6 separate regions of the Mus musculus genome follow, and regions 1, 3, 4, 5 and 6 are each linked to region 2. Evidence: chromatin contacts called from public HiChIP or PLAC-seq and promoter capture Hi-C data. All regions are on one chromosome and are shown on one strand. The core of a region is the stretch at or near the end of the contact, and the rest is flanking DNA. Distances in the headings are between cores, read along the strand shown. Region 1 holds the start of Msl2 (MSL complex subunit 2). Region 2 holds the start of Mrps22 (mitochondrial ribosomal protein S22). Region 3 holds the start of Xrn1 (5'-3' exoribonuclease 1). Region 4 holds the start of Tfdp2 (transcription factor Dp 2). Region 5 holds the start of Gk5 (glycerol kinase 5 (putative)). Region 6 holds the start of Pccb (propionyl Coenzyme A carboxylase, beta polypeptide).

Region 1 (4,093 bases), core at 900-3,399, 2.5 Mb before region 2:
AAAATGAGACTGCAAGAGAGAATACCATTAAACCAAGCAAATTCTCAGTCCACTCCCCTTGGCTTTATCTAAACTGAAAGCAAACTAACAGCACCTAGCCCTAAAGCCCTCACTTCACACACCAAGACGCTGAGGCCTAAGGCAGCGGTTTAGTCATCTGCTCTGAGCGACTGCTTCCCTGTAAGTACTGTGTGTTAGTCGTCAAGGCAAGTGCTTAATCACTTGGTTGCTTAAACGCTTACGAAATTAAGTACCTAACCAGGAAAAACCCAATCTCCACCCTTTTGGCACCCCTCAGAGTCCGGCCCTGAGCTATACAAAAATGATGGATGAATCCTGAATACCATTTCTATGGCTCAGCCATTACTATCTCCACTTCAAGGGCCTCAATGTCTAAATTGTGACTGAACAGAGAGTCTGGGTTAACAAAGCCTCCAACACAGTAAGTGGAGAACATCATCAGTACTTCCTTGTTGCTCTCATTTCTATTAAACGTCTCGTTTTCTAATAGGCGGAGGACTTATACCATCTCAAGAGGGACAGAGGATAATCGTTCTGGTTTTCTGAGTGTCAAATACTATTTGTGCCCAGTTAACACGAGTCATCACCCTTTAAACACTTTCCAGTTAGACAATATTTTCACTCATCTCTTACGATTGATTAAGTATTGTAACCGACAGGGGCTAATACCCTTTGAAAAAAATCTTAAAATAATCCTCTGAAACGGGACATGGCTGTGCATGCCTGAAATACCGGCATTCAAGAGACTGAGACACTAAGACCACTAGTTCGAAGTCCGCCTAAGCTACATAGTAGGAACCTGTCTTAAATAAGCAAGTAAATAAACAATGCGACTCTGCCAGGCCACCTGACATTAAAACTACAGAAAATCTAGTCTGTAAAAAGATCTCACCAACTAAAAAGTACCATCAGCTTCATTAGGTCAGTGCTAACCTTCAAACCATCTGTTGTAGAACCTGGGGCACTGAGGTCTCTGGCTGGAGGTGCATCAAGATTATACCATCCACCCTCTGCAAAACACGAGTGCAGTGCATATTTCTTAACAATGTTTGACCACATTTAATGACAATGGTATTCAATCAGTTCCCGCAGCAGAGGTTTTAAAAAGAAGGCAGCATGCCGCTGGCATTTCAACCCCATTTAAGACATCACCGCTATACGTGTGAAGCCGTCGAAGAATTTTTTAAAATGTATTTTAAAAAAATAAAACACCAGAAAGATGTGTCAAAGCGAAATAAAACCATTTTGAACGTTAAAGCCTCCGTACAAAGGTGGCTGAAAAAGGCTCTCGGCCTTTCTGAAACGCCGGGCAAAAGTCCCTGGGCGACTTTCAAAACTAACGACCGTGTACTACTGCACAGTACCACCCCTTAAGACGAACTACCGGCCGGCCAACCGTTCACGTTACTACTGCCAAAGGAACTTTAGAAAACAAGCAGGGAAAGGGGAACAATAAAGAAGCGTCTCACCGCAAACACAGCACGAGAGGGACTGTCGGAAGTAAGGCAAGAGCCTGTTAATCTCTGTAAACGCCTTGGGGTCTCCGGGGTCGTAGTTGAGCACTAGGCGGCTCGCGGAAATGTAGAGAGCAGTAGCATTCACCGGGTTCATTGCAGACACTTCGACACCAATGGCTCCCGGTTGAAAAGAAATTCCGGATCCAAGTTTGTAAGCAGCCAGGGAACAATGGCGAATTTAAAACAATTCGGAAGAAATCTGAGCAGAACCCCTGGCCAAAGCAGCAACCAAAATCCGTGCAAGTTTGTGAAGCTGAAGCAATCCTCCCACACATGGGGGCCTCGGCGCCCCTCCTCTGTCCCTGAGACTTGCAGACCAAAGAGAGACAAGCGAAATCAGCGATCGAGTTCGTCCGACACGGCCGCGGCTGGGTGCTCCGGACGGGCTCCGGGTTCGCTCTAGCCCCGCGGCTCGGCGGGCGGCCTGCGCTCGAGCAGCATGTCCGGCCGCGGAGGCACCTCCGGGTGGAGCTGGCGCGCACGGGAGCGGGCCCGGTGGGGTCCAAGCGGTCCACACGTTTCTCTTCCGACGGCGGGGCCCTTACTCCATCGCAGCGACGTCGCGGAGGCAGCGGGACGGTGGGGACTACGGCGCAGGCGTCGGATTCCCGGGTCTAGTGCCAGCAGCCGCGGCGGCGGAGGTTGCTGTTGCTGCTGTGGCTGCTACTGCTGCTGCTGCTACTGCGGCGGGAGCGCGCCGCTGCCGTTCTCGCCATGCCGGACGCGGGGCCCACGCTGCGCCTGGCGCGGCAGGCGGGCGGGAGGGAGGCCCCCGCCCGAAAGGGAGGCCCGGGAGGAAGTGCGCGCGGGGCCCGGCGGCGGGAGGGGGCGGGGAGCAGGCCCGGCAGGCAGGCAGGCAGGCAGGCAGGCAGGCGGCGACGGCGGCGCCCCTCCGCTTCTCAGCCGCACACTTGGGGTCACCAGCGCAAGCGCCGCCCCCTCACAGCCCGGCCATCTTTTCGGCACGGCACGGACGACTCCTCCAAGCGCGACTGCCACGGTGCTGCGCCGCCGCCGCCGCCGCCGCCGCCGCCGCCTGCCTGCCCAGCCGCGGTTTAAGCGAGCTCACCCCGCCAGGCCGCCGCCGCCGCCACCCAGCGCGCACGACCAGGCCCGCTGCAGGCCCCTCCCTCGCGCCTGGCCGCCCTCACGCTTCTTCTCGCGCCGCTCTAGCTCCGTTGGGCCGGGGCTACTCCGGCCGCAGTAGATGGTGCGGCGCCTCAGGCCCGGCCGGTAACGACGACCGTTACCCCAACGGGCAAAGACACTGTCATCCCCGAGCCTCCCCCGCCGCCGTCGTCGCTAGCCCTTGTACGCATGCGCACAGCGCGCTCTCACCCCCCCTCCCCACCCCCACCCCCCGCCCTTCCTCTCCCTCCGCTTCCCTTTTCCCCTGCTTCTCCTCTAAAAGCCCCCTCCACACCCTCCCCGCGCTGCCGGCTTCACTGCGCATGCACAAACCCCCCCAACACACCCACCCCGACCCTACCGCCTTTCGCCCTTACGCGTGCGCTTTGACCGCCCACCCAGAAAACCGGATAAACACATTAGCCCGCTCACGCCAGCCCCGCCCTGCCCCGCCGCCAGCACACCCCGAGCTCACTGCGCATGTCTGGCTCGCCACTTACGGTTCCGTGCACGGAGCATGCTCGGTTTCGAGCCGGACGCGCTCTCCGCCCCTCCCCCACGTGCTCTCCAATCCGGTCTCCCAGGCGTGTGGGTTGTGGTGAATTGGGGTAGCGGGCACGGTCTCCCCTCGCGTGGGCTGCCCGCGTCGCGCCGTGGGGCGGAGGTGGGGGGAGGGTGTTCGGGGACCGGAGTTGACCCCAGTGGGAGGATGGCAGCCCAGCCCCGGCCTCGCCGGCCTCCTCCCGGAACCTAGCGCGTGGCGGGCCGTGGACTAGGCGCTGGCCCACAAGTTTGAAAGCCACTCCTCTAGGTCCCCAGCGAGCCTGCCCTTGTGCGTGGACACAGCCCGCGATGTATGCTCTGGTTCTGTAGAGTCCGAAAGTGTCTGAGTCCTTCGTTGTTCTGCATTAAAACACACACACGCACACACAAAGCTTTTGCCTTTTTTGCAGAAGGCTGAGGACACTTGGATATAAATAAAGCCTAACAGCGTGATTCTCCCCTCTCAAAATACAAACCCGTTTTTGGGTAGCACAAATAGAAACTGCTCTTCCGACATGATATTTTTTGCACATACTAACGCTGTACACGTTCACAAAGTGAAGCTTATGAGGTGTGCAAACCTTTTACATATGTGTGCTTATGGTATACCAAAATGCTAATTTTAGGGACTGGCCCATAAGTTATCAAGGAAACACAAACAATCTTACGACTTGAAGACAGATTCTGTTTTTTTGTTTTTCTTTTAGTAAAGCCTAACATACAGTACCAGTAAGAATCCAACTTCTTAATTTTATATATCAGCAGAGTAAGCTGTGGAGGATGTATTTAGTAGTCACACGTGGGAAACGATATGTATTCTAAAATTAGCTCATTTTAAAGGCTCCATCTGCCATTTTCTCTTTATGATAGCTATTTTCTAAGGT
Region 2 (4,219 bases), core at 302-2,801:
ACCTATCTATCCATCCATCCATCCATCCATCCATCCATCCATGCATACATCCACCAATCCATCCATCCATCCATCCATCCATCCATCCATCCATCCATCCACCAATCCATCCATCCATCCATCCACCAATCCATCCATCCATCCATCCATCCATCCATCCATCCATCCATCTATGCATCCACCCACCTATCCATCCATCCATCCATCCATCCATCCATCCATCCATCCATCCATTGATCCATCCATCCATCCATCCATCCATCCATCCATCCATCCATCTATGCATCCATCCATTTACCAATCCATCCATCCTTCCATCCATCCATCCACCCATCCATTCTTTCATTCAACAAGTATTTGTTCTGCACATAAACAGTACTAGGTAAAATTATAATAATGTATAGGCATAGCCTTCATGTGGTGAGAAAAATAAGCAGATAATAAGGAGAATGACCAGAAATTATAGAAGGGCCGATGAAGGGAAGGTATAAGGTGATTGGTGGTTATGGATTCAGAATGAAGAACAAACATTTGGGGTGCGTTTGAAAAGTTTGAAAGAACTGCAAACAGTTGGATTTAAACCCGCAAGTGGGGGAAGAGGTCTAGGAGGGCAATACACATTCATTATTCAGAACCATAAAACCAAAAAGAAAAGAGAAAAGGAGCACAGAGGAAAAAAATACAAAAACAAAACAAAAAACCTGTACACACATCGAGAGACTCAAACACGTACTTGTGAATAAGCAGTTGGTGGGATGTTGCACGTGCCCATGTGTTGTTAGGACCCGAACCTAGGGCAAGTACTCTAGTGCTGAGCTAAATTCCAAGCCCTTATTTTGTTTCTTTTGGTTTTTTTTTTGTTTTTTTTTTTTTCGAGACAGGGTTTCTCTGTGTAGCCCTGGCTGTCCTGGAACTCACTCTGTAGACCAGGCTGGCCTCAAACTCAGAAATCCGCCTGCCTCTGCCTCCCAAGTGCTGGGATTAAAGGTGTGCGCCACCACGCCCGACTATTTTGTTTCTTAATGTATGTACTCTTAACATGTATGTATTATGTGTGTATGCATGTGTGTGTATGTGGTATATGTCTTGTATACAAATGATAAAGCTAATACTATAAACAAACAAACAAAAGTAAATGGGCTGGTGAGATTCCTGCTCAGGTTGTAAAGATACCTGCTACCAAGTTTCACCTGAGTTCCATCTCTGGGTCGAAAGAGAGCGGCGACTCTCCCAGGCTATCCTCTGACCTCCACATACAAGTTCATGCGCATGCACACACAAACAAAATTACTTTAAAAAAATTCTTTAAAAAGTTCATTCCCACATCTGTAATCAGAGGTCAGAAAGCGGATTGCAGCGGGTTTGAGGTCAAGACTGCAGAGACTGTCTCTAAGAGGGAAGCGGGGCGGGGCATATAGCTCATTCCATACAGTGCTTGCCTTGCTTGCACAAAGATTTTAGTAGTTTTAAAACGCTTCCGCGGCGCCTTGCCTCCACCCAGACTACATTTCCCAGAATGCTGCACAAAAACCTCTCGAGCCGGAAGTTGCTCTATCGATTCCGGCGCAAAGAGCGTCTGGTAATCATGGCTGCAGTCAGAACACCGTTGTCGCTGTGGAGGTTCCAATTGGGCTCTCGGCGAGCACGGCGGGTCTGTACTCGGGCCACAGCCCAGCGCCACCCCGATGCTCTGCTCGCGACGCGGCCCCAGCCATTCGAGGTGGGGCAGCCTCGCCGCCTGCTCAGCTCCGAGGCAGGTGAGTGACCGCCAGAACTCTGCTGAGCGCCCGGGAAACTTAGAGCTTGCTCTAACGAGTGAAGGCGGCTTGTCAGACTGCGTGCGGCTTCCGTCCGTCCTTGCAGAACTTATCTAAGTCCTCATTCATTCATTCATTCAGTCACTAGTGCTTGCGTGCCGCCCCTTGCAAAGCATTACACTACATTAGCTTGGGGCATGCTGTAGGGTTGACCTGGACTCTGTTATCCCAGTGGCGATTGGCAGAGTTCTGTGATCCAGGCTACGTCGGGCATGGGGGGAGGGGGGGGCGGAAAGCACTTAGCTGCCTTTCAAACTATGTTGGACGCATAGGGATGAATCCCAGGGAAAATACGGGCAACGCTGCCACCAGGCTAACCATGCTAAGGTTAAAAGAACAAGAGGACACCATAATAAGCAGAGGTATAGAGAAGAAACTGAACGCTGGTATTTTGGGGGAACGTATTTTGGAGTTAGGATTGATAATGTCTAAGTAAGTGTCCAGGTTTTGATGGTAAGCAGTTGAATGGAGACTCGTGGCAAGCTAGAGAACATTAATGGTAGAAACAGTTTATGTGGTTGATTTTTGAGTTTGGATTGATGACTCGGTAAAATGAAAATTAAAAAACGGGAAAGGAGGCGGAATTTTGCTTGTTTTGTGTTGAAGTTGAGATGTCTTTGTTATTCCAGGGTCAGTATACAGTTAGATACAAATTGAGGCGCACTGGAGTAAAAAAACGATCACTAGAGTCGAGCAGGTGCGTGAGCTTGTCTCAAGACAGTGTAGTGCTGAGCATGTATATAGTTACTGGAGCTTGTGGGTGACCATGAGAATAAACACAGGAGTTTGGTCTTCAAAGAAACGTTCTCGTTAGTTTTGTGTCAACTTGACACAAGCCAGAGTTATCTGAATGGAAAGAAATGCCTCCATAAGATCCAGCTGTAGGACATTTTCTTACTTAGTGTTTGAGGTGGGAGGGCCCAGTCCATTGTGGGTAGTGCAATGCCTGGGCTGGTGGTGGTCCTGGATTCTATAAGAAAGCAGGGGGAGCAAACCAGTAAGCAGCACCCCTCCATGGCCTCTGCATCAGCTTCTGCCTCTGGGCAACTTGTGTTTGTGTCCCGACTTCCTTCAACGATAGACGACTACACTGTGGAAGTGTAAGCCAAACCCTTTCCTCCCCAGCTTGCTCATGGCCATGGTGACTCATTGCAGTAATAGAAACCCTAACTGGGACAGAGACTAAATCTCTCAGTGGCGGACACAGTCAAACCATGCGAGTTTTAAATGTGAAAGCTTTAAATCATCTTGCTTGCGTTTTTTAGCAGATCACTCTCAAGGAATCTTTGTGGGAATGGTTTGTAGTGAGTTCAGGAAAGAGTCAGAGAAGCCAAGGTAAGGAGCAAGCATGGCTTTGACTAAAGTAATGGCAGTGGGAGCTAGATCTAAAAAGAGACGATTACCTAGTATTCGTTTTTTGTAAAAGTGGGCTAACTGCTTTATAGGGTTGCTGTGAGAGCTGAATATTCTGAGCATGGTGTGTATTTAGCTCAGCAAGCACTGCACAGTAAATCTCCTATGTGTTAATAATGGTCAGTCCTATCATTTTACCTGCTTTTTTTTTTTTTTTTTTTTTTTTTGGCTCAGTGTGTTGGGTATGGAAGGAGTCAGGAATCATTTTAAGACTCTGGACTGAATGACTGATAGACTGCGCTGTGATAGAGAGTAGTAAGGGCCGCAGGGATGAGACAAGCAAAGGTTGCAGGGATGTTATGGTCTGGTAGTCTTGGCTTACAGGTGAGATGTCCATTGGGAAGTGGGTGGAGATGACCTTGGGTAGAGATTGGGATTTTAGAGTCTGGCAGGTGGATGTAATTAAAGCCATAGAAAGCTAGAAAAGTACCCAGTGGGACTATGAATAAGGAGAGAAGGAGCTTGGCCAGGATCTTGCAAGGCTCTAGTATCTTTGGGACCGATGGCTAAGAGGAACCCAGGAACACATGGCCTTTTACCTTTCCAATGGAAAGTGTTAATGAGTTATCTTTAATATAAATATTAGCAATAAATTAATCCAGTGATTGTATTTCTTTACCTTAATGCTAGTCCCCAGTAACCACACAAAGAAACCAAAGTGTATTTAAAATTGCACCTCAGTAGCCAAGCAGTTAAATGATCTACCTATGCCTTCTATGCGAATCTGGCGACCTCCCATTCCTTGTTACTTGCATATTATTGTTGACCTGGCTCTTTGGGCTTCATGTGTGTTTCTGTGATCTCTCTGGACCCCTTCCTCATGGCACCAATTCCTCCATCTTCCTGGCCGATCAGAATCTTGCATCTTGCTTTCTCCCTCTCTCTTTCCTTTGGCTGGCAGAGGTACCTCAACCCACCCTATTCCGTCATCTGCTCAGCCATTGGGTGGTCAGCATTTATTGACAAGGCACAGAATAAATGGTAAGAAC
Region 3 (4,601 bases), core at 1,561-4,060, 2.6 Mb after region 2:
ACCAGGCACGGAGGTGATGCACAGACATATATATATATACACACATTCATACACATAAAAATGAAAGAAGCTGAAATAAGTAAGTAAACAAATAAATGTATGTCACTTGGCCGCAATACTTTTTTGTTGTTTTTTGTTTCTATATGAACTGAAATTCCTTAAGCTTTAGAATGAGTGGGCTCAGAAAAGCCTTAACTTCACAAGTCTCTTTCTTTTGCAGTTTTTCAATAATGTTTTAAAACATGGTAGTGTATTTTTAAAGATCCCTTGACTCCAATTCTTCCTTTCATCAGGATCAGTTTCTTCTGTTTCCAGTATGCCTTCCATGGTAACATTTATTTTATTCTCAGCCATTTCTCCTTAGGGCATACTGTGCCACATAACGATCCTTTGGTAGGTCAGCTTTGAATGTCTAGGTGGGATACTGCTTTTTCTTCTTCACTCAGTCAGTCTTAAAAAATAAAATAAAATAAAGCCTCCCTCCCCCAGCTTTAGGTACTGTTATCTAATTGGCTAGTCCTTTGAAGCCTACAGGGTATTCTGGAGTTCTGTTCACAAGTTCATCAGCTAGTTCTTCTTTTCCTCTCAAACTGTCTAGAGTCTCTTGGTAGTTTGCCCTCATCTAGTAGTGTTTGGACTCAGTAACATGGGGCTACTGAATCACATGAATTCTATCTATTTTCATTCAGTGGTTCAAAGGATGAATAACTGTGCTGATACCATCCTCACTCTCGTTCTAAAACACATCGCTCCCCATCCTCTCCCTCTGGGTGTGCTTCTGTTCACCCTGGCAACCACACAGGAAACTAAATGTTCTTCATTTAGTTTTTTTTGTCTGTTTTTTGAGGCAGGGTCTCTCAGTGAACCTGAAGCTCACTGATCAGTTGGACGAGTTGGCCTGAGAGCCCTCAGGCTTCACCTGTCCCTGCTCTCTAGTGCTGGTTACAGGTGCTCTATGCTGCTCCCGGCTTTTATGTGGGTGCTTGGGTCCTTCCCTCCTAGTCTTCCTTTTTTGGTCTTCTGTTAAATAAAATATTTGTGAAAGGCCTAACTTTGATACATCGAGTTTCTTGTTTTGTCAGGTCTGTGTTCCATGGCTGTCAGTTTATCTACCTACCTCTGCCTGCTCAGTGCTGGGATTGAAGGTGTAGGACACCATGCCCCGCTGACACACCAACAAGTTTTAAAGTTTATTTTCAGTGTAATTTTAAAGCAATCCTTACTTTCAATCTACTGTAAAACTTTCACAAAATCTATCTTGCTTCCCATGTCATGATGTTGCTTTAAAAGACTGTTTTGTTTTTACAATGAAATTCCCCAGGATGGTGAACCCAAGATATTTTTACCAAATAAATGTCTGTGATCAAAGAGCATAGAATAAAAATGTTATTGAACACATTAGGCTAGAAAATATTTATTGATTAAAGATCCTGAAAAAGAAAAACAATGCCTCCATTTTCACTTTTCTCCCTGAAAATAAATACCATCTAAATTTAAGTCAACCAAATTCATACCATCTAATCTTAACTAAAATAAGGGGAAGACAAGTCAGCATTTTCGAACTTTTTATAAGGTTTCTTTTATATGCCAACTTTCATTAGAAGTTAATATCAAAAGAATCCTTTCCAGAGGCTGGATTCTATCTTTAACCTTATAAGTACCTTAAAACAAACAAACAAAAAAAAAACCCCACATAATTGACAACTTCCAGTATTAATACAGTGCTACTTATCACAAATAATTTATTAAGTATACAAATTTCAAAAACGAGTTTTTTTTTTCTGTAAACCAAAGTCATTAAATGTGACATACTACATTATCATTCAAAGTCTAGTTTACCTATTAGAACATTTGGTTTCTCTCCTCCGTCATTCAAACATGCAGATATATTCTAGTATATAGTATATATAAATATACAAATACACACTTTTAGAACTCAAAAAAAAAAAAAACCCGCTGCTGTAGGGTCATTATACACTAAGTGTTAGTAATAATGTTTCGAGATCTTTCTGCCATACTAAAGCCTTTAAGCACCATTCCCCCCACCTCCCCGCCCCATCCCTGCGCTCCATCTAAACGTTTTGTTCGTTTAGACAATAGGGGGGTCGGTCCTGTCTGGGGGCTAACGGGAGCATGAAAAAGTATCACAAACCCAAGACACTAGCTAGCTACAGCAACCGGTCCAGGCATTGAGGTTAAATGCAGCTCTTCACAGCTGGAGTGCTCCGCGATTCCACCACGGGGACGTTAGTGCTTGTATACCGTCTGTTGCTTTGCTTGGGATGAGGGACCCGAGAAGTCGTCCCACACAGCTTCGCAGCCTAAAGCGAAGCTCCAGGTCCGGTTCCCAGGAGGACAGAGAGGGCTCCTTAAAAGCCTTCCCACCAAGGGCTCCTTTGCAAGTCCTGGAGTGCCTTCCCAGGGGGAGCTCAGACCTGCCGCAAGCCACTCTGTTCTGACCTGCCTCTACCTGGTGCGGCTACCCGGGGGCCGCCAAGCCTCCGTTCCCCTTCTCTTCCCCCCGTTCGGCCGCTGACCTGCACCGCGGGCAGCTGGAAGGCCGGGGTCCCACAGCGCAGAGAGGCCCGCGGGCCCGCTTTCTGCGCCGCGGCCTGAGCTCACCCACCTGATGCTCCTTCACCACTTCGCTGAGGCAGGGGTACCGCTCCGAGATCCATCGGTAAAACTTGGGGACTCCCATTTTGACCGTCGACACTAATTCCAGTCGGTGCAGAAACGAAACCAAACACCCCGCCCGGGCCTCCGCCGCCGCCTCCGGCCGTCGCTCGGAGGATGACAACACAAGGTCCGCCAGACCATAGAGCAAACCGTGGGCCTAGAGGGGCAGGACGGCGCTGGTGGGCGGTGGGTCCTGTCTATCCCGCTGCCTCGCTCTTCCATACTCGTTGGTGACAGCGCAAGAGGTGTGATTTGCGCATTAGGTGAGCTCAGGTTTAAAATGCCAGTTGATTGAGGTGTGGACTTGCGGATGGTATAAGAACGTTTAAGAGACAGTTGGTTAGCTTTATGTTAACTTGAAACATGGCAGAGTCGTTAGAAAGAGAAACCTCAACTGAGAAAAACGCTGCTTCCAAATTGGCCTGTGGGAATATTTTGATTACTGATCAATGCGGGAGGGCCCATCTGAATGTGTGCTGCTGCCACCCCTGGGCCGGTGGTCTTTCGGTATGTGAAAAAGGCTGAGTGAACTAGCCAGAAAGCAACATTCCTTCAGAGCTTCTTCAGTTCCTGCCTCAAGTTCCTTTGATGATGGGCTGTGATGTGGAAGTGTAAGCCAAGTAAACTCTTTCCTTCCTAAGTTGCTTTTGGTCATGGTGCTTATAACAGTAATAGAAACCCTAGTAAGAAAGGTATTGGACACTTGCTTTTTGTACTGTGGGCTTGTCCCTCGTGGGATCGTTAAATTTACTATTTTTCAATGTGGACTTGAAAAAGTCTGGTTAGCTTGTGAGAGGAGTAATTCTCTGAGTAATGTAAACCTACAGAAGAGTTTTAATTTTCTAATATTTTAAAGAGTTTTATAGTTTTCCTCTTTATATCTTTTATTAAATTACTTTATTTACATTCCAACCCCCCCCCCCATCCTGACTCCCCCTCCCGGAGTTCTTTAAGCCCTCCTCCCAACTCTGAGAGGGTGCTCCCCCATCTGCTTCCACCTCACATTTCCGCTTAGGTCATCCCCATTGAGTCCTAGTAGCCTCTCACATCCCAGATCTCTGGGACTTTCTAGAGGTTCCCCATGGGCCCTAACCTCCACTGCTGCATGTTGATTAATTCTCCTGGCCCTCTGGGCATCCCTCCTTTCCATACCTGATCCCGCCCCTTCTTTTCCCCTTCCTCTCACCTCTCCGACCCAATTTCCTCCCTCTGCCTCCCATGATTATTATTCCTCTTCGAGGTGGATTTCAGGTATCCACACTTGGGCCTTCCTTCTTGTTAAAGTCTGTGAGTTGTATTGTGGGAAAGAGTAATTTCCCACCATTTCAAGACTCTGGGTTACTCCCCTCATCCACAATTTTTGATACCCTGTTTCAAAACAAAGAAACCAACAAAATTCAAAAAGCCGGTTGTGGTTACTTAGGAGGCATAGGAAGATCAGAAGTTAAAGGCCATCCTCAGGTACATTGTAAGTTCAGGGAGATCCTAGTTGATAAGAAAGCCCATTTCAACCCCAAAACTCAAACCTGTGTGGCATGAAAGTTTGAATCTCAGCACTTGAAGGATGGAGGCTGGAAGATCAGGAGTTCAAGGGCATCCTCACTTACTTAAGTTCCAGACGCATTTGCCCTACATGAGAACTGTCTCAACCAAACAGGACAAAAGCCACTATAAACATTTCTGTTTTGTTTTTTATTATCATGTGACTTTCCTTACAATAAATACTTCAGAAGTTATTGGATTCTTTCCTTTGGCACTGCTTGTCTTCCATGATTAGCGCTTGGACAACATTCATCTTTAGTCAAGAGAACCTTCCATATATATATAATTATGTGTGTGTGTGTATATATATATATATATATATATATATATGGAATGGATATATAAAATGTAATATATATGTATACATTTTTCATCAATGA
Region 4 (3,948 bases), core at 1,352-3,851, 2.4 Mb after region 2:
TTCCCAACAACTACATGAAGGCTCACAACCATCTGTACAGCTATAGTGTTCTAATATACATAAAAATAAATAAATAAATAAATAAACAAACAAACAAATCTTTTAAAAGTATAAAAATAAAAGTTATCTTGCAAACCATTTCTAAGGGTTCATTAGCCTTCAGAAATCCTTAAAGTCCTGTTATCACAGGTTAAGATAGAAAGGTATTAAAAAGCAAGTACATTTAGTTTTGGGGGGAGGTGTAGGGGGTTGTTTGTTTGGAGGAGGGCACAGGTGTGGAACAGTCAGAGGATAACGTTCAGGATGAGCTCTGTCCATCCACACTGTGGATCCCTGAGACAGACAGAGATAAGGTCAGCAGACTTGGAGACAAGCACCTTTACCCACCGAACCATCTCGCCAGCCCCAATTTATAGTTAATCATCTTTAAAACCCTTACAACCCCCAATCTAGTTTCTTCTGAGGGCCATCATGACACATACCAAAGTAAACCTAAAAGATGAAGAAAGGAGTGCACAGCCTATTTCAAAGTGAGGTCTTGTTACTGCTGTTTTATATTTCCGGGGCTGGGCGTCAATCTAGGTTTAGGTAATTACCCTACCACTGCGCTATTGATGCCCCAGCCCTCAAACCGTACTGGAGGTCAGTTAAGAATTTTGGCTGCAAGGGTAAAACCTGCACACGGCAAGGACTACATATTCGCAAGGGGCGAGGGAAGGGAATTACGGCCACAAAATAGTAATATGAATAACTAAAACTACTTTACTATGCCTGGAATTAAGGCAACAGAAGGGTTTACTAAGTCTCGGGACTTTCTTAACAAATGTTAAGTGCTGCATTCCTGACTCTGCAACCACATGCCAGCACTGGCTACTGACACCATATCTGCCATAACACTAAACTAGTTCCAAGGCACAAGATGTTCTAAAACTAACTCTGCCCAGAGCCAGTACACAAGCGTGACAGAACCTGGGGTCTGGCCGGCGCCTTTATCTCCTGATGCAATTTGAGAATGGACACTTACATGAATTCCAGCAATGGGATAGTGGTAAAGCCTTAGTAAATCGTAAGATAATCAGTGACTGGAAGAGGCAAGATGCAAAACAAACATTTTATACTCAACTTTGAATTCTGCCACAGTGGAAAAGAGGCTAATGACTTAAACCATACTGCCTAGTTACGATGACTTCAAACCATTAGGAGAACAGAAAACAAATGACCCAGAAAAATTCTAAGTCAAATGAAACACAGCAGCTGGCTCTGTAGAGGGGTGTTTTCTAACCTGTGGGTCATGACCCCTTTCTAAAGGGAGTCGTTCTTGCCTAAGACCATCGGAAAACCTAAATATTTACATTGCAATTCATAACAGTAGCAAAATTACAGTTATGAAGTAGCAACAAAATGCTTTTATGGTTGGGGTCAGGTCACAGCATTAGGAAGGTTGAGAACTGCTGGCCTAGAGGAGGCAGGATAAGGGGTTGGAGCCCCTTGAGATGAAAGGAGGAAAGACAGAAGTCGCCAAAGGCTCAAAGGTACTTTCAACGAATGCTATGGAAAAAGAATGCAAAGTAAACATTTTGCTAGGCCAGGCTACAAGCCTGGTAACGATTTCAGCCGAAAAGGTGAAACAACATGGGGTCCAGAGTCTCCTCCAGCATCCAGGGTTACGTTATGCATTTAGTAGAAGTGAGCTTTGTTTCAAGTGCATTCCGGAGATTAGCCCTTTTCTCTCTCCCAACACCCTCCCCGTCCTCGCATAGGCAGATGTGGCTCACAGATGAACAAACTGAGCCCACACAAAGCACCGGAACACGGGCGAGTGAGTGTCCACGCACTTCACTGTGCCACCTCTCGGCGGAGCCCACAGTCACTTTCCCGCTGCTCTGTGCACAGCAACCAGGGCCTTGTGCAGAATTCCTCCCAGAACTTGGGCCGAGAAAGTAACCTCTACTTGAAAGGAAAAGTTCTCTTGGGGGAACCTGGGGGTCTTCCAGGTAGGGAGAGCTTTGGAACTCTGCAAAAGCACCCCGCAGAAACAGACTGGAGGATGGTGGATCACGAAGGGAGGAGGGAAAGTCAGAAGATCTGAGTGAGAAGCCCAAGTCAGCCCTTGCCCTTCCTGATCCCGGGTGATGGCGAGCCCGCGGGCTCCGGAGCCTCATCAGGTATTCCAGGGTTGCTTGGCCCCGCTGCAGAGAAATCCTGAGGACAAGCTGAGACTCCCGGGACAGGGCAGGGGAGAGCCGGCCGGCGGGGGGCCACGCCCGGTCCAAAGGCCCCTGGCGCGCAGGCCCGCGCCCTTTCCGGGACCTTACCGCAGCTTGGTGCAGAGGGGCCGCCGCCGGTCCACACAGCCCTCGGCCCACTCCCGGGGAGACGCTTCTTCGCGAGCCGCCGCTCCTCAGGCAGAGCCAGGTCCGCTCGGAGCAAGCTCCCGGCCGCGCAGCCGCGGTCTTCGCGCGCGTCGGAAGCCTGCAGTGCAGGAAGGGTCAAGGCGCGCCCCGCGTGCCAGGCAGCGACGGCCGCACAGCCCAGCGCGCCCGACGCCGTCCGCCCTCAGCGACACGGCCGCGGCGGCGCCGCTTCCCCCGCGCTCGCTTTGGCGGCGGAGCAGCACGGTGAGCGCCGATTGGCCCTCGGCTGGCATGACGCGCGCCGACGCTCTCCACGGATTGGCCGGGCCGCAGTGCGTGTAGGGAGTAAACAAAACCCGCCCCCAGGCTCGCCCCCAGGGCCAGAGGCGGAGGTGGGCGGCGGGCTTGCGGGAGCCTGCCCTGGTCTTTTGACCTCCAAAGCCACTCTCCGCTAGGGGCCGCCCTGAGGCTCTGCCTGCCGCTGGACCCCTGCCACCTAGAGGGCAGCCAGGCTCGCCCTTCCCCCTCCACCACATCAGCCCCTCTCCTCACCTCCACCCACCACCTCGCTTCTCTCAGCTCTAAAGTATGGTTCTCTTTTCCATCCCATCTCTCGGAAAGAAACCGGAACTAGGTCCTTACATCTGGACCATAGACCTCTGATGGGCCACTGCTCCAGGAACACTCGGAAGGCAGAGGGATAAGTGACCCTGAGGCCACACGTGGACCACTGTGGAGGTTGGTCATGCTTCAATTCCTGGGAAAGTGTAGCAATAAATTAAGGCCAGATGCCTTAATTTCGAAGTTGAACCGAAAAAGTTGGAGGCACACACTCTCAAATACCCAGTCATTTATTAAGAAATTCAGGTTGGCTTAGTGGCTCATGTCTTTAACCCCAGCACTCCTGAGGCAGACACTAGCATATCTCTTTAAGTCTAAGGCCAGCCTAGTCAACACAGTGAGTTCTGAGCCAGCCAGGGCTAGACACTTTGACCCTGCCCCCACCCCTCCAAAAAAAGGTGTTTCCCCCTTTCAAGTGCATGGATCCTGTATGAACTGTAGCTAATGTGGACGTTTGGAAGTAAGATAAGAAAATCCGACTTTAAAATACTTTGATCTTTTTCATTTTAATTTCCTCATAGCTCTATGAGCCAAATACTATTTATGATGCTAGGGCTGTGTGTACAAAAGAGACAAAAATTCTTGGCATAATTGAGCTTATGTTCCAGTGAGGTAGGAAAGATGCTTCTTAAAGTTCTTTAAAAAAAAATTCAGTGGTGTGATAAGGGAAACAACTCTGAGAGGGGGCTATTGATGTAAATACCAGCCCCAGAGTGTCAGCTCATGGTCTGGGTGGCAGAGTCGGGAGTTTAGACCAACTGAGTCTACATGAGATCCTTTCTCAAAAACATTAGATAGATAGATAGATAGATAGATAGATAGATAGATAGATAACAGTGAGATCCTTTCTCAAAAAATGATGATGTACATAGGTAGAAACTAAGGCAAGCAGACAGAAAAAATGCATAATGAGGTGAGGAAGCCAAGAGCAAACACCCTTGGCTTTCTCTTTGGAAGATTTGGAGACTATTTC
Region 5 (4,579 bases), core at 558-3,057, 2.5 Mb after region 2:
CAGTTCTTTACATAGCCAGAGCTCCATCGGTAGACCAGGCAGGCTGGCCTTGAACTCAGAGACCCATCTGCCTCTATCTCCCAGGCCCTGGAATTAAAGGTATGTACCACCAAACCCCAATACTTTCTAAAAATCAAATTTCCTTAAATTGTGCAACAACTATGCAGCTGTATTGCCTACCAACTTCTTAAAAATTTATCAAATTTCATATTTACTTCAGGGTAGGGAGCACACTTGTGCCAGTTTAAAGTGCCGAGGACAGAGGGCAACCTATGCTCTCCTTTCTCCCTGTCCATCTCAGGGATCCAAGCTTAGGAGGGAGGACTGGGAAGTCCTCTTTACCTGCTGAGCCATCTCCTTCCTGAACCAAACTCTCATTCCTTAATTAAAAAAAAAAAATTTAAAATGCACCGTTTCAGCAAAAGTACTTTGTGACTAGAATTGTAAGAAAAACTAAGAAGTATCGTTGTGTTTGTGATAAAGACTTGCAATACGACAAGAGCTCAGTATGTGCCTTAGACCTGTCCTTAAAGGTTGGGACAGGGATGGACTGAGTGGGTGGGCAGTGTTCCGACACAGCTGGCCAGAGAGAGAGCGAGCAGCGCAGTTGCTGCAACTCACCTCCTAGCTCAGATCCCTGAAGGGAACGTCTAGTCTATTTCCTCAAAGTAAATTCTTAAGGCAGTCACTACTTAACTTTTACCCTAGTCGATGTAGGATAGCACAGGGAAAAAAGGGGGGAGCCCAGTGCTGTAAGGAAGAAGTTAAATGGCTCTCATATCCCTTCGCTAATATTTTAAACATTAGAAAATGCTAGTATTTAAAGGAGTAAATAAGAACACTACACTCAATCAACTGCATTGACCACTGTATAGAAATTAGCGCTTTATTAAAATGGGGGTTGGCTGTTAACTAGTATCATCTGAGGTTTAAGGCTTTGCTAACAAAGACCAACCAATGCTTTGGCAGGCTTCTCAAGCCAGAAGATACTTTTTAATGAATTCTCAAAGATGGAAAGAAATAAGGATAACAAAGCTTTCAAAATGTGCTCAGTGTCTCCAATATCCATGGAAGTTAAATGTTAATGTGAGGACCTAGCACTTTTACGAACGCAACCAGTAAGGTGGCTTGGCGGTAAAAGTACTTCTGCCAAGCCTGAAGACCTGAGTTCAATCCTAGGGACCGGGCCAACATGGTGGAAGGAGAAAACCGATGCCCAAGAAAGTTGTCCTCTGACTCCTAAATGTGTGCCATATAGCACGCGAGCACACACAGATACACAAATAATAAATGCAACGAATTGTTTAAATAACACAACCGAAAAAAAAAAACCCACAGTTTTATATTCCATCAAAATCTGAAGAGCTAAAAGGCATAAAAGGTCGACGAGGAAGTGCAGAAAAACCACGCAAATCACTAACCACCTTCTGTCCACATATACACAATCTGCCCGCGCTGCCCCGAGAGTCACCTCGGTTCCACCCAGGTAAAGCTAGAGCGCTGAGTCCCGCGGGACAGGAAGCGAGAGACAGACACCGGGCCACGCCGGCCCGAGCCCCCCAGAGGTGCAGGAAGAGCTAGGGTGCAGTCAGATCCCGAGACCCTCCCGCCGCGCCTAGTCACCTTCTGCGCGCTGGAGCCTCGCACTCGCGCCGTCTGGTCATAGACGTGGCAGCGGATCACCGTGCTGCCCACGTCCAGCCCCAGCACGAAGCGGGAGGGCGGCGAGGCCGACGCGCTCAGTTCCTCTCGCTGCCGCTCTGCACGCTCCTGCTGCCCTGACATCGCGACCCCGAACACTGCAGTCGCCACGGGCCGGCCAGCGCGGAGCTATAAACGCCAGACCCCGGGCGGAGAGCTCGCGGCCCCGCCCCTCCTACACCGCGCCCTGTCCCGCCCCTCGACGAGTTAGGCTCCGCCCCTTCACAAGACCCCGCCCCGCCTCGTTCAGCCCCTTCGGGAAGCCTTGCTACCCCACGCTCCGCCCCTAGCACCGTGACGTCAGGGCAGCGCGCCGAGCAGCTCGTGGGAATTTGGCAAAGATGGCGTTTACCGCAGCGCTGTACTGGATGTCACCGTTCAGCGACCGTTACTTTGAAACTTTTTAGTTCCCTTCTAGCCCAGATTACTTTTTTACGAATATCTGTTAGGAAAAATCAAGTGAGATGAAAAAATTTTAAACTTTTTTTCATGTTCACTTAGTTTTTTGCCTGTATTTATGTGTGTGAGCCACATGTGCCTGATGCATGTAGAAGTCAGAAGAGGACCTCCGACGATTGCAAGCTTCCATGTAGGCAATGATAACCAAACCCCGGTCTTCAGCAAGAGCAACTAGTGCTCTTAACCAGTGAGCCATCTTTCCAGTCCGTGGGAAGACATTCAAAAGTATAGGAGGTTCCTCATGAAGTCTTCCCAGAAAAGCTTGCATGTATTACACAACGATGAATAGATGTCCAAGTTTTGTATGGCACTAAAGGGCCTTTGCCGCGACACAAAGTTTAAATTTCGTGAGAATGTTTTGTGGGTAGCTTATCAGCTTAAAGGAATATTTTCTTGTTTATATTACTCTGTTAGCCTACTTGCTTCCCAGAGATTTGCCAAGTTGGATTTGGGTTGTCACTTGAAGCTTGACTGTGAACACCATATTTATTTTTGTTTGTTTGTGGCTTCTCTTAATAGTCTGTCTCTACACAGCAATGCCTATTTGCACCATCTGGCACAGGTCTGCCCTATATCGTTGGTGACCAATTGGTCATGCATGAATGTGTGTGTGTGTGAGAGAGAGAGAAAGAGAGAGAGAGAGAGACTTTCCAGCGTTGTATGCATGACTAATAGTCCTATGCTGTCCGATTCTCTTGAGAAACTGAAACTGTACAAATACCAGAGGGAAGGCAGAGCCAGAACCTGAGAGCCACAACTGAAGTTTGACCTTGTTCCTCAAGGCAATCTCTTACTAGGACCAAAGGCTCCCTAGGATTCTATATGCTCTTGTCGTGAATAGGCACCAAACTCTGGTCCTCATGTTTGACTGGCAAGCACATTACCTACGGAGCTATCTCTCCCAGTTCCTGAGGGAAAGAAACTTTAAAGAATTGGTTGTAGGTCCAGGCAAGCTTAGAAACTTGTAGGGCCTGCTGGCAGCCTGGAAAAGAAGGCACACTTCCATGCTTACAGTTTTGATTTCCTCCTTCCCGAAGCTTGCCTTTGCCCTTTTCCAAAGCTTGCCTGGTGTTCAACTAATCGGGGGAAGCTCAGTCATGTGTGTGTGTGTGTGTGTGTGTGTGTGTGTGTGTGTGTGATATCTTTACTGGGGATACAGATTTAAATGTCAATCACATCTAAACTACACCTCCCACAGCAATGTACAAGTAACCTAGTCAAGCTTATTCATACAGTTAGCCATTAGTTTCCCTGCTTACAACTAAGAAAAGTTCAGTGTAGGCAGTGTTAACAGTTGGTGTACTTCTCACAGAGGTATTTCTTGGGGGTTTTATACTCTGCGACTTTGTGATCATTTTCGTAAGGTCAAACATCAGCAGTTTCTAAAGTGTGAAAGAGCAGATCTTAAAAAATACTTAGTCTAGAGTTTTTAAAAAGTTTCTCATTTTTGTTTTATTTCTCTTGAGACAGAGTCTGAGTGTACCAGAGGCTGGCCTAGAACTCAAGCCACTCCTCCTGACTTCGCCTCACATTGGAATTATAGCAATGCGCCAACAGGTCAAGCACAGTTTTCCAATTTCAAACAAATTTGAAACCTTGACAAATGCTGTCACCTGAAGAAAACTTGTTTTTTTGCTTGTTTGTTTGTTTTTTAGAATATCATTTATTCTTTGTTAACCTCATAAATACATACAATGTATCTTTTAAAACATTCTTAAGTGTATGAATGTTTTGCCTGTATGTATATATGTACATCACATGTGTGCCTGGTGCTCTGGGAGGTCAGACGAGGGCATCAAAGCCTCTGGGACTGGAGTTATAGATGGTTGTCAACTGCCATGGGAGTGCTGGGAATAGAACCCAGGACCTCTGCACAGGCAATAAGGACTCTTAGCCTCTGAGCCAACTCTCCACCTCCAACAATTTATCTTGGTCGTATTCACCCTCAATCTTCCCTTCCTACTTCCCCTGGACACCTTGAAACATGTCCCCACTGCCCTCCCCAACCCAGTGGGTCCAATCCAATTAGTGCTGCCGCTGGACTATTAACTTGATGTTGTGCAAGTCAATCGCCAGCCGCAGTGAGGTCATAGGGGCAAAAGCCATGCCAGGTCCAAGAGGCAGCATTTCACAGCACGCCTACCTGTTCTCCCAATCCTCACACTCCTGCATTGTTTCTGCTGCTCTTTTTCATGGAGTACCTGAGCCTGGGGAGAAAGGGCTGAGCACAACAGTCACTTTTCAGTTTAAAAAAAAAAACAAAAAAACAGCCGGGCGTGGTGGAGCACGCCTTTAATCCCAGGACTGGGGAGGAAGAGGCAGGCAGATTTCTGAATTCAAGGCCAGCCTGGTCTACAGAGTGAGTTCCAGGACAGCCAGAGCTATACAGAGAAACCCTGTCTCCAAAAACAAAACAAAC
Region 6 (4,494 bases), core at 345-2,844, 2.4 Mb before region 2:
AGTGAGGTGGATTTAGGAAGGGTTAATAATCAACTCTGGCAGGCTTTTTTTATTTTTTTATTTTTTATTTTTTGGCTAAGAATGAGAAATATGCACCTTGTACTTTGCCTTAAAGACCTGCCACTTCGCTGGGTAAACAGATGAGAAAGCATTCATAGTAGAGTTTTCGAAAGCACTGGAGCAGCACTTCTCAGATGTTAGCATCTGAACTGACTAAAGGGTCCTTGCTAAGAGGTCAGCAGCCTCCCCCCCCCCCCCCCGCCCCCGCCCCCCGCCCCCGCCGCCGCCTTGCATCCCCTCTGATTAGTAGGTCTGAGCCCGAGCAGTCTGCTCCTAGTTTACTTTTCCTATTTCCTCCCAGCTAATGCCAAAGCCGCTGTGTTGACAAGATTCTCTTCTTGACCAAACTTCGGTCAGGCTCTACTGAGCATCTCTTGAATAGAACTGACCTTGGCTCCCAGGTCCTCTCTTCTAGAGGGTAGCTTTGCCAAGAATCCTGCTAAGTCAGTTATGCCAGAATCTTCCACCCTTGATGAGGGATCGCCCTCCATATTTGATAAGGTTCTTCTTCCACTGTCCCCCAAATGATGTCTGAGCACCCTGGCTTGCCTTCAACCAAGCAAACGTTGTTTGTCAGATTGCTCCTTGCCCTGTGTTCCCTATTAATTTTCTATCCATTGAGCTCCCTCCCCGATACATCTTGTCTTTGGTGTATTCGGGGTTGAGGCCAACCTCTCTCCCCTACTGTAAAACCCTATGGAGCCTAGACCTAGCACAATGGTCTCTAAAAGTTTACTTCACCATTCTGTGTCTCGTCACAAACTTAAAAAACATCAAATAATTTGTGTGTATCAGAGTTTGGGCGTGCACATGTGGAAGTCACAGGACAACATGGGGTGTCAATGGTCCCCTTATTTGTGTGAGAATTGGGTCTCATTTGCTTCTGTACATGCTAGGGTGGCTGTTCCGTGAGCTTCCTGGGATTCTTTTATTTCTGTCAGCTATCTCACCTAGGCAACCTCTCTGTACAGACACTCATTACTCTGGCTGAGTACTGAGTTTGGGGACCCCAATTTTGGTCCTCATACTCAGGCTGGCAAAGGCTTTAACTTAGCACTGAGCCAAGTAGCTTCCCAGCTCCTCTCCCCTTTAAGAGACCCTCTCTGGAGCTCAATACGTAGCTCACAAAACATTTCAGTCTTGACGCCATACAAACCTACTTCTGTTCCTGTGTATCCCATCTCTGAAATCTGGATATAAATTATTTCAAGGCTAAGTTTTAAGAGCAAAACCTGGCACAGCATTTGGTAAAAGTTGGTCAGAGCTCATTATCTATTCATTTTTGGGGGGAAGAGGGTCGACGAAGCCTGGAGTTTAGATGGCTAACGCAGAACGAGGAATGAAGTCCTTGTTCTGTGTGGCTACACGGGCACAGAGCTGAGAGGCAGGTATTTCCTAGAACAGGACCGCCTTGAGCCTGAATGCAAGCCTGTGACTGCTACCAGCTTTAGGGCCAGCGACGACGCGCAGGCGCAGACTCGCAATGTCTACGCTCTCTGCGCATGCGTCCTGAGGTGCAGTGTGTGTCACGCTGGCAGTCAAAAAAAAAAAAAAAAAAAAATGGCGGCGGCGATTAGGATTCGGGCGGTGGCGGCTGGAGCGAGGCTCAGCGTTCTGAATTGCGGCCTCGGCATCACGACCCGCGGCCTTTGCAGCCAGCCGGTTTCAGTTAAAGAGCGCATCGACAACAAGCGCCATGCAGCGTTGCTGGGAGGAGGCCAGCGCCGCATCGACGCGCAGCACAAGCGAGTGAGTCACGGGCGCCAGTGCGTCCCGCCCCCTCCGCTCCCGCCCTATCACAGCGCGCCGGGCTCGCGGCGCACGAGCCTCCCAGCCAATAGGCGCTGCGCCTGGGAGGGGCGCGGCGAGAACGTCCACCTGGAGAACCTAGAGCCCCCTCGGGTGTCAGTAGACATCTGCACCACTTAGGGAGGTCCCCAGGCGGTGGTGGTGGGCATTGGTCGTCGGATGGATGGATGGATGTGACCGGTCTCCAGCTGCGCTCCACTTAGCAGCTTTGAACTTTTGGGAAAGGTGGTCTTTAGAAAGCACCGTAAACAGAATAATGTCTTCCAGGTCTTGTTTGAATAAGATTGCCACGTTAATCGGCCACAGGCTCTGAATTTAAAAGACGGGATTGTTCTCCCGCTGCCTGAAAGTGTTTATGACAGTTTTTTTTTTTTTTTTTTTTTTCCCTTCCCTCTTCTCGGGGAAGGAAGCAGTAAAACCCAGGCACGAAGTATTAGAAAAAACTTGGTTATGTTCACATTAACCTGGTGTGTTGTCTCCCTGCGTGCTGGGGATTTGTGACGCCTGTGACCGAGGAAGTCTGGTTGGCCTCTTGAGAGGTTCATGTATCGATCTGCTGCATAGGAAGCAGGTGGACTTTCTATAAACTCTCAGGCTACTCTGCTGAGAGCAGCTGAGGCGGGAATCACATTTGAGCTTCTTCTGGGGAGGTCATTTAGCAGCAGAAAAACAAAAAACAACAGAAGCTGGAAGAGGTGACCCTAGACTTGAAGCCAGACTTGCCCAGTGTGTCCTTGACAACTGAGTGAGTCCAGGCAGAAGAGCTGGATAAGTTAACATGAAGGTTCCCTAAGGGAAGGGCTCCTGTGAAGGGCATGCAAGTCTTACCCAAGTGTGTGAAAATCTGGGTCAAATGTTGATTCAGATGTCCTGAGTTAGGTTTGAAAAAAGAAAAATGCTCAAGGAAAACTATTTATTCCTCTTGACACTTAGGGATGTAAATGTGGTTGTAAGGTTTATGGTGAGCCATAAGCCCTCTCTCCCTTGGGGTCCCTCTGAAGGGCTATTAAGTTCCCTGGGAAAGCCTGTCACTGCTCTGGTAACCTTTCTCTTGGGACACCCTTGCTCAGTTGCCTATTGCACCCCAGGCAAGATCCTGATGCTCTTACATTAAGGCCTTCAGAGCAGGTTTTCTGCTGTCAGAGTTTATTTAGTTGGGAGGCTAATTTGTGTTCCCTTTAAGCAAGTTTTTCATTATGTCCGTGAATCAGATGTCCTAAAAGAGGACCAGAAAGTATGAATATCTTAAAATTTATCGATCTGTCTATTATCTATATATCTATCTATCTGTCTATCTCCGTAGTTGTTAGATTATTTCCCCCCAAAGTACATTTGTTTTCCACAGCCTCTTTCCACAGCCTCTTTGGCTTTTACTTTTTGTTTGTTTGTTTGTTTGTTTTTCGAGACAGGGTTTCTCTGTGTAGCCCTGGCTGACCTGGAACTCACTTTGTAGACCAGGCTGGCCTCGAACTCAGAAATCCGCCTGCCTCTGCCTCCCGAGTGCTGGGATTAAAGGCGTGCGCCACCACTGCCCGGCTTTACTGTTTTATTAGAATATCTAATTTAAAGTTTTAAAATTTTTCTTCTTGTTTGTTTAATGTGTATATGTGCTGTTTTCTTAACACAGTAGGACAAGGAATTTATAGATTTGAGGTTTTGGGAGCCTAAGAGGTGGAGGCTTTTGGTAGATTGAGGATTCAAATTCATCTGAAAGGACATTTTGAACTAGGATCTCATGCAGCCCAGGTTGGCTTTGACTTTTCTTTGCAGTCAAGGATGATGCTGAACTTCTGACCCCTCTACTTCTAACTCGCCCCACCCCCAACCCCACCTCCCAGCTCTGATAATAGAGGCATTCATTAATTTTTTTTTTTTTTTTTTTTTTTTTGGTTTTTTTGAGACAGGGTTTCTCTTTATAGCCCTGGCTGTCCTGGAACTCACTTTGTAGACCAGGCTGGCCTTGAACTCAGAAATCCGCCTGCCTCTGCCTCCCGAGTGCTGGGATTAAATGCATGCGCCACCATAATTTGTGGTACTGGGAATTGCTTCTGTACACAATAGGCAAGCCCTCTACCAATTGAACTGTATCTCCAGCCATTTTCTTTTCTTTGTCTTGAAAACAACCCCCAACCCAAGAAGCTCTCCAGCACTCCGCACCTTCTCCTTTACTCCACAGAGCCCTGCTATGGGGATCTTGGCTTCGACAGTTTTGGTGTCTTTAAGCAGAGACTCCTATTTAGGATAGAAGAAGGGCAAGCCCTCGTGAAGGCGGAGGACCCATTAGTGCCCTGGCATGGAGGTGGAGAGCTGGAGGGGAAGGGTTGTGCCTGGCTGAAGTGTGCTTCTCTGAAAAGAGCCCGTAAATCTCTGACCCTCCCTAAGCTTGCCTCAGTTTCCTCCGTGGGTTTCCTTGCACAGGCAGGTAGCTCCGGAGCACCCCATCTACCCTGCTGTCTTGGCTGAAACAAAGTCTATTACTAGTGCCTGTCTACTTTGGGCAAGAACTGATAGAATGGAGCCTTTTACATTGGGGCAAAGGCGAAAAGCCTGTGCCCCTGGCTTTCCTGCCAGCAGGTCTTACTTACTTGTTAACTCATCTGTGGCGACATCACCAACAGATCCTTG

What was found. Promoter capture Hi-C pulls out the DNA fragments that hold promoters and counts their contacts. HiChIP or PLAC-seq counts read pairs in DNA pulled down with a chosen protein or histone mark.
Region 1: a promoter capture Hi-C map of pre-B cells shows a contact between it and region 2, with 4 times the contacts expected there. The contact joins the promoter of Msl2 here to the promoter of Mrps22 in region 2. A contact is called at or near these places in 5 of 39 promoter capture datasets (the 3T3-L1 cell line, erythroid cells, hippocampal neurons and 2 more).
Region 3: an H3K4me3 HiChIP or PLAC-seq map of stem cell-derived neural progenitor cells shows a contact between it and region 2, with 6 times the contacts expected there. The contact joins the promoter of Xrn1 here to the promoter of Mrps22 in region 2. A contact is called at or near these places in 3 of 39 promoter capture datasets (erythroid cells, liver and pre-B cells) and 1 of 115 datasets of contacts at active chromatin or transcription factors (stem cell-derived neural progenitor cells).
Region 4: a promoter capture Hi-C map of erythroid cells shows a contact between it and region 2, with 20 times the contacts expected there. The contact joins the promoter of Tfdp2 here to the promoter of Mrps22 in region 2. A contact is called at or near these places in 3 of 39 promoter capture datasets (erythroid cells, hippocampal neurons and pre-B cells).
Region 5: a promoter capture Hi-C map of erythroid cells shows a contact between it and region 2, with 25 times the contacts expected there. The contact joins the promoter of Gk5 here to the promoter of Mrps22 in region 2. A contact is called at or near these places in 1 of 39 promoter capture datasets (erythroid cells) and 1 of 9 other capture datasets (liver).
Region 6: a contact with region 2 is called in a promoter capture Hi-C map of liver, with 2.5 times the contacts expected there. The contact joins the promoter of Pccb here to the promoter of Mrps22 in region 2. A contact is called at or near these places in 2 of 39 promoter capture datasets (liver and neutrophils).

The regions. Positions count from the first base shown.
Region 1 is chr9:101,072,818-101,076,910 of GRCm38.p6, reverse strand. Msl2 (MSL complex subunit 2) reads right to left here and starts at 2,149. Exons shown (of 2, transcript NM_001100451.2): 1 at 1,491-2,149. The coding sequence starts at 1,632. It also overlaps the pseudogene Gm46140.
Region 2 is chr9:98,599,011-98,603,229 of GRCm38.p6, reverse strand. Mrps22 (mitochondrial ribosomal protein S22) reads left to right here and starts at 1,551. Exons shown (of 8, transcript NM_025485.3): 1 at 1,551-1,757. The coding sequence starts at 1,586.
Region 3 is chr9:95,952,969-95,957,569 of GRCm38.p6, reverse strand. It overlaps Xrn1 (5'-3' exoribonuclease 1), which reads right to left and starts at 2,810. Exons shown (of 42, transcript NM_001311130.1): 1 at 2,627-2,810. The coding sequence starts at 2,701. It overlaps Gm16794 (a long non-coding RNA gene), which reads left to right. Exons shown (of 3, transcript XR_871036.3): 1 at 1-2,942. It also overlaps a transcript of Atr not described here.
Region 4 is chr9:96,194,928-96,198,875 of GRCm38.p6, reverse strand. It overlaps Tfdp2 (transcription factor Dp 2), which reads right to left and starts at 2,601. Exons shown (of 13, transcript NM_001184706.1): 1 at 2,316-2,601.
Region 5 is chr9:96,116,657-96,121,235 of GRCm38.p6, reverse strand. Gk5 (glycerol kinase 5 (putative)) reads right to left here and starts at 1,807. Exons shown (of 16, transcript NM_001368879.1): 1 at 1,624-1,807. The coding sequence starts at 1,785.
Region 6 is chr9:101,031,984-101,036,477 of GRCm38.p6, reverse strand. Pccb (propionyl Coenzyme A carboxylase, beta polypeptide) reads left to right here and starts at 1,594. Exons shown (of 15, transcript NM_025835.3): 1 at 1,594-1,809. The coding sequence starts at 1,621.